Regions from separate parts of the Pan troglodytes genome. Here region 1 is linked to region 2. The links are chromatin contacts, called in public Hi-C maps. All regions are on one chromosome and are shown on one strand. Each heading gives the region's core, a stretch centred on a gene start, on an enhancer-like site or on the middle of the called end of the contact. The rest is flanking DNA. Distances are from core to core; before and after follow the strand shown.

Region 1 (2,700 bases), core at 73-2,572, 170 kb after region 2:
TTCACCATGTTGGCCAGGATGGTCTCGAACTCCTGACCTCGGGTGATTCGCCGCCTCGGCCTCCCAAAGTGCTAGGATTACAGGCGTGAGTCACCGCGCCCGGCCTGGAGTGTGTATTATCCCAATTTTACGGGGAGTAATTGTGCTCACTCGGCTCACCACCAAGTCGCCATAGCGCGCCTCCGCAAGGAAGCCCTCCAGGCACTTCTACTTTCCCGGACCCGCCTCCCGCTCCAGCCGGTTACACGCGCCGTTAGCAGCGTGGGCGGAGTTGGTTCTGCCTTCGCGGAACCAACTGGTCCAGCTTCTGGTGTCTCCCCTCGCTCAATTAAAAGCCAGCTCCTCTCCTTTCGGCTTCCCCACGGTGCCTTTCGGGATTTGTAGTCAGACGCGCTTCAGCCGGCTCTAAGGAGAGCAAAGGCAAGACTCCAATTCCCAGCATCCCCCGCGCCCGGAGAGTGCAGCGTCTATTCTCATCCTCTTCACTTTTCCACTCCTCCCCTTACCTCCCTTCTCTTCTGAATTCTCCATTCCGGGCTCTTGCCTGTGAAATCTTTCTTTGCTTTCCCCATCTTTTCCTCGCATTTTTTCACCATCTTTCCCTCAATCTCCAGGAGCCAATGCGAGACTTTGGCTCCGATTAAGCGACGGCCCGAGACTCGGGGTGCGCGAGGAGGATCGACAGAGTGGTGAGGGGACCTAGGAGGGCGGGAGTGGCAGAGGTATGAGAGAGAGAGAGGTGAGTGAGAGGCGAAGAGTGAGAGGAAGGCAGGGAGAAGCTAGGAGATCGGAAGGCGTGGGTCAGGGTGAATGACGTGAAGTAGACTTGGGAAGGGAAAAGAGGTGGCTTTAGATTTGGGAAGCATGGAGGGGAGAGGTTACCGCCGTACTTAGCAGAAGTGGGCTAAGAGATAGAAGATAGGAAGGACGGGCAGATTTGGAGCTTATAGACTGGTCTGATCAGGATGGGATGGAAGAGAGAGGTGTGGGCTCAATTTTCTTTGTCCTTGTTTAGCCAAAGATGAGACAAGTCATTGAAATACAAAATGATCTTGCAAACACTGGACAGTTAACAATTCTGTCACTTGGTAATTGAGGGAAGACTGGAGTTGAAGGGCAGAAATAGGGTGAGGAGGCAAGAAAGGGAGGGAGATTGGTCAGGTTTGGGAGAAACCAGAGGAGATGAGTGACATGGGAAAGGAGACCACAGAAAAGGTGGGGTTATTGTGGGGACTGATGGATCTGGAATCAGTTAGAAAGGTCAGGGGTGACACTGGCATGGATGGTGAGGTTGCACTTCTGACGTTTGCATTCCTCAGGTGATGGAGAGCACCCCTTCAAGGGGACTGAACCGAGTACACCTACAATGCAGGAATCTGCAGGAATTCTTAGGGGGCCTGAGCCCTGGGGTATTGGACCGATTGTATGGGCACCCTGCCACATGTCTGGCTGTCTTCAGGTGAGGAGCCCCTTCATGGCAGGGAAATGTAATGGGGTCTGCGGACTGGAATAAAATATCATAGGTAAAAGTGTAGCAGCCTGGAGTCGGGGTGGGGACTGGGGGCGAGGGTTGGAAATTGCTCTAAAGTGTGGAGGCCAAAACAGCAGGACTGGTAAAGTTGTGCTGGAGTGAGATGAGATGTTTGAGAGGTAACTGAGGGCAGAGATGCAGATACAATGCAGCTTCTGATATTAACCTTTGACCTCTGTCCCTGTACAGGGAGCTCCCATCCTTGGCTAAGAACTGGGTGATGCGGATGCTCTTTCTGGAGCAGCCTTTGCCACAGGCTGCTGTAGCTCTGTGGGTAAAGAAGGAATTCAGCAAGTAAGTCTCAGCCAGATACAAATTTCTCAACAGCTACATTTCCCAAACTGCTGTTCCTTGGAGCACTTCCAGGAAGTGTTAATAGATATATCACAAAACTTAAAAATAAATACATTTGGGAAACTCTGCATACTGCCTTTTCCCTTTTATTTATTTCCCAGCTGAGATCTTGCTTTCAAATGTATCCTCCCTCTTAAAGAGTTATGTGTGATATCTGTAATGAGGCTCTGATAAGTAATGCAGTAAAGAATTTGTCTTAAGAGGATACTAATTTCACTCTGTGGAACAGTGTTCCAAGGATCAGCAAGTTCAGAACAGGCAGAGATGGTGGCTTTTATGGGCCTCCTTTTTGTTCTCCAAATACCCTACTCACCTCTCTGCTTCTGTTCCAGGGCTCAGGAGGAAAGTACAGGGCTGCTGAGCGGCCTCCGGATCTGGCACACCCAGCTGCTCCCAGGCGGGCTCCAGGGCCTCATCCTCAACCCCATTTTCCGCCAGAACCTCCGCATTGCCCTTCTGGGTGGGTATGTCACTTCTGTCTCTTCCTAAGCTAGGGCAGGGGAACTGCTGCTTATTAAACCACTAATTAAACTTTGGGAGGGGGAGCTCCTAGGGGCCTTCCCAGAACCTTGTGGTCTCCACGTTGGGAACTCCTTTAGGAGTAAGTTGGACCAGATGTAGTGTGTGGTGTAGGAAATGTCCCCCACTCATGGCCCCTGAGGATAAGGGTGGAAAGATGGCAGAGGGCAGCAAGGAACACAGACAGGGTTCCTTACTCTTTTTTTGTTGTTCTGTTTTGTTTGTTTTTGAGACAGAGTCTCACTCTGTCACCAAGGCCAGAGTGCAGTGGTGTAATCTTGACTCACGGCAGCCTC
Region 2 (2,866 bases), core at 249-2,748:
TGAATGTCCTTCAGAGTGTAGCTAACCACACTGATGCCCATGTTGACCAGGTCTGAGGAGGCCACTTTGAAAACCTGTTCTGAGAATTTCTGCCTGTCCTTATAGATCTCCTGTGATAACAGGATGGTGGGGAGAAGGGATGTAAGTTTTTTGTTTTTTTTTTTTTTGGCTCACTGCAACCTCTGCCTCCTGGGTTCAAGTGATTCTCCTGCCTCAGCCTCCCAAGTAGCTGGGATTACAGACACCCACCACCATACCCAGCTAATTTTTGTATTTGTAGTAGAGAAGGGGTTTCACCAGGTTGGCTGGGCTGGTCTCGAACTCCTGACCTCAAGTGATCTGCCCACCTTGGCGTCCCAAAGTGCTGGGATTACAGGCATGAACCACCCTGCCTGGCCGGGATGTATGCTCTTGGATCCACTGTCTCTCACAGACTAGTGTGGGCCTTGGGCCCCCCTCATTTTGACATCCTTCCAGATGGTTCCCTGCCCCGAGGCCAACCTCCACAGTCATGTGGGCCATGATGGCCCTCTGGTGGCCCTCTAACGTCTCCAGGGCAATGTGGGCAATCTCAGCCTCCGTCTTCCCCAGGAACATCTGACAGGCGGCCGCCAACATCTCCTTGTTCTGCCCCTGGATTTTTACCTGTAGCCAGAGTAGGGGTAGGAAAGGTGTGGTGGGGGTCTCATGAAGTCAGAGAAAAAGCAGAGAGAGAAGGGAGAGCCCTCTAAGAAACGCTTCTTCCATTTCAGGGAAAGAAAGGAGGAGGAGGCAAGTGCCTTGGGGTGCCTGGAAAAGATGAGACTAGCAGAGGAACTTCTCTGCAGGCAAGGGTTGAGAAGACTGTGGCCAGAAGATGTCTTAATGTCTGGGAGAGGGTGATGGGGAAGTGGACTTTGGGGAAAAGGCTCTGAAAGCTTCACCTGGGCAATGCCAGTGACTGAGATGGGGACCCCATGGCGAGTGTAAACCTTTTCACTCTTGACATTGAGGGTCAGTGTGTTGAGAGAGATCCTAGGGGAAAAAGAAGGGGCAGACAGTAAGAAGAGGAGGAAAAAGAGAAAACGGAGGTCCCCCTTCCCTGGTTCCCTTCTTGCCTACCTCTGGATCTGTTGGATGCAGGGCAGGACAAAGACACGCCCTCCAGCCACCATGACTGGGGGGCTTCGGCAGAACCCTGCAAGGTGTGGGGCAGTGAGGAACGGTGGCAGAGCTTGAATGTGGAAGACTGAGGAACTGGCGGGGGTGAGGGGACAGCAACCCACAGGAGAGAATCTGGGAGCTGGAGGGGAAGCAGTCTGGGCCTTGGAATGGTAGGAATCAAACTGGGCAGTTCGTGGCCATCAAGGGGCAGAAGTCTGGCGTTGGGAAGTTGGTAGGGAGAGGGAGAAGGGGCAGAGGCCAGACTCACAGGGGTTCTGGGGTCACTGGCTGGGAAGGGAACAACAGTACTTACCGGAGACCACCATGGCCTCATTTGGGCCACAAGTGAAAAACATGGTTCAGGCTGGAGCTGGAGGAGAGGGAGGGAAAGCCTTTGCGGATGGGGAAGGCGCGCTGTGGCGTCCACAGGGGCCCATCCTTTCCCTTTCCCGTCAGGCCCTCCCAGTCTGCATCCGCCACGGCCCGTCCCTTCTGCACCCATGGGTCCGCTAAGGCTTTTCCCTGCAAAATCCTTAAGATCCCCAGCTACCTCTTCTCCGCCTGCGTATGGTCCCTCCCTTCCCCTCGCCGCTCCCTTTGATAAAGGTCCCCCGCGCCCAGAGGCCTGCAGACCTTTCCCCTCTCTCCCTGCTTCTCGGCAGCCCCAGGCTCCATCTCCCCTCCCCCACTCACCTTCCGGGACACGGGCGGCAGCCCGGCTGGGGTCTCGGGAAGGGCGGGGTCGCGCAGGGACCTGGGAGACGGGCAGGGGCCGCTCGCAGACCAGCTTTCCTGGGAGCTGGCCCCGCTCCCGCGTTCCCCACCCGGCCGCACCCTGTTGCTGCGGAGACGCGACCCCGCCCCCCGCAACGGACTAAGCACCCCCACTTCGCCCCGCCTCGGCCCAGTGCGCTCGGCCCGCCCCTTTCCCGGCAGGCCCCGCTAGAGTCCGCAGCCCGCCCGCCCGCTGGCTCTCGGGCCCAGCCGGGCTGCCTGGTTAGCCCGGGGAGGGCCACATCCCTGCCGCCCCAGTCACCGCCCTTCTTGAGCCGGGAATCCCGCCCACGCCGCGCCACGCTCCGCCCCCGGGTGAGGGACTTGACCACCGCCTGGCACCCTGGCGTAAGGGTGATTGCCACATCTCGGATTCGCCGCGGGGCAACTACCTGGGAAAACCGCAGACTGGGCAATGAAAGACTACATCCGGCAACCGGATGCTGGGTTCTGTGACTCCAGGAAAAGGGGCTCCTGGGCCCAGGGAGGTGCGCGGGCCTGGGACTCGGCCACGGCGCCTCCCGCCGGTCCTTGCCATCTGAAGGCGGGGAGGAGTGGGGAGTGGGCGCTTGCAAAGATACACTCAAGACTGCAGACAGTAAATCAATTTTATTTGTGTTCACAGAACATACTAGGCGATCTCGACAGTCGCTCCGTGACAGCCCACCAACCCCCAACCCTCTACCTCGCAGCCGCCCTAAAGGCGACTTCAAGAAGATGGAAGGATCTCACGGATCTCATTCCTAATGGTCCGCCGAAGTCTCACACAGTAGACAGACGGAGTTGAGATGCTGGAGGATGCAGTCACCTCCTAAACTTACGACCCACCACCAGACTTCATCCCAGCCGGGACGTCCTCCCCCACCCGAGTCCTCCCCATTTCTTCTCCTACTTTGCCGCAGTTCCAGGTGTCCTGCCTCCACCAGTCCCACAAAGCTCAATAAATACC

The links. Hi-C and Micro-C count contacts between places; a contact is called where the count stands out from the background.
Region 1: a Hi-C map of stem cell-derived neural progenitor cells shows a contact between it and region 2, with 2.1 times the contacts expected there. The contact joins the promoter of GTF2H4 here to the promoter of FLOT1 in region 2. A contact is called at or near these places in 2 of 7 Hi-C or Micro-C datasets (induced pluripotent stem cells and stem cell-derived neural progenitor cells) and 1 of 1 datasets of contacts at active chromatin or transcription factors (stem cell-derived excitatory neurons).

The regions. Positions count from the first base shown.
Region 1 is chr5:36,787,901-36,790,600 of NHGRI_mPanTro3-v2.0_pri, forward strand. It overlaps GTF2H4 (general transcription factor IIH subunit 4), which reads left to right and starts at 1,323. Exons shown (of 13, transcript NM_001045503.1): 1 at 1,323-1,459; 2 at 1,721-1,825; 3 at 2,218-2,349. The coding sequence starts at 1,323.
Region 2 is chr5:36,620,648-36,623,513 of NHGRI_mPanTro3-v2.0_pri, forward strand. It overlaps FLOT1 (flotillin 1), which reads right to left and starts at 1,499. Exons shown (of 12, transcript NM_001042381.1): 1 at 1,457-1,499; 2 at 1,102-1,177; 3 at 924-1,014; 4 at 502-645; 5 at 1-110. The coding sequence starts at 1,499. LOC107975444 (a long non-coding RNA gene) reads left to right here and starts at 2,232. Exons shown (of 2, transcript XR_001718987.4): 1 at 2,232-2,405; 2 at 2,543-2,866.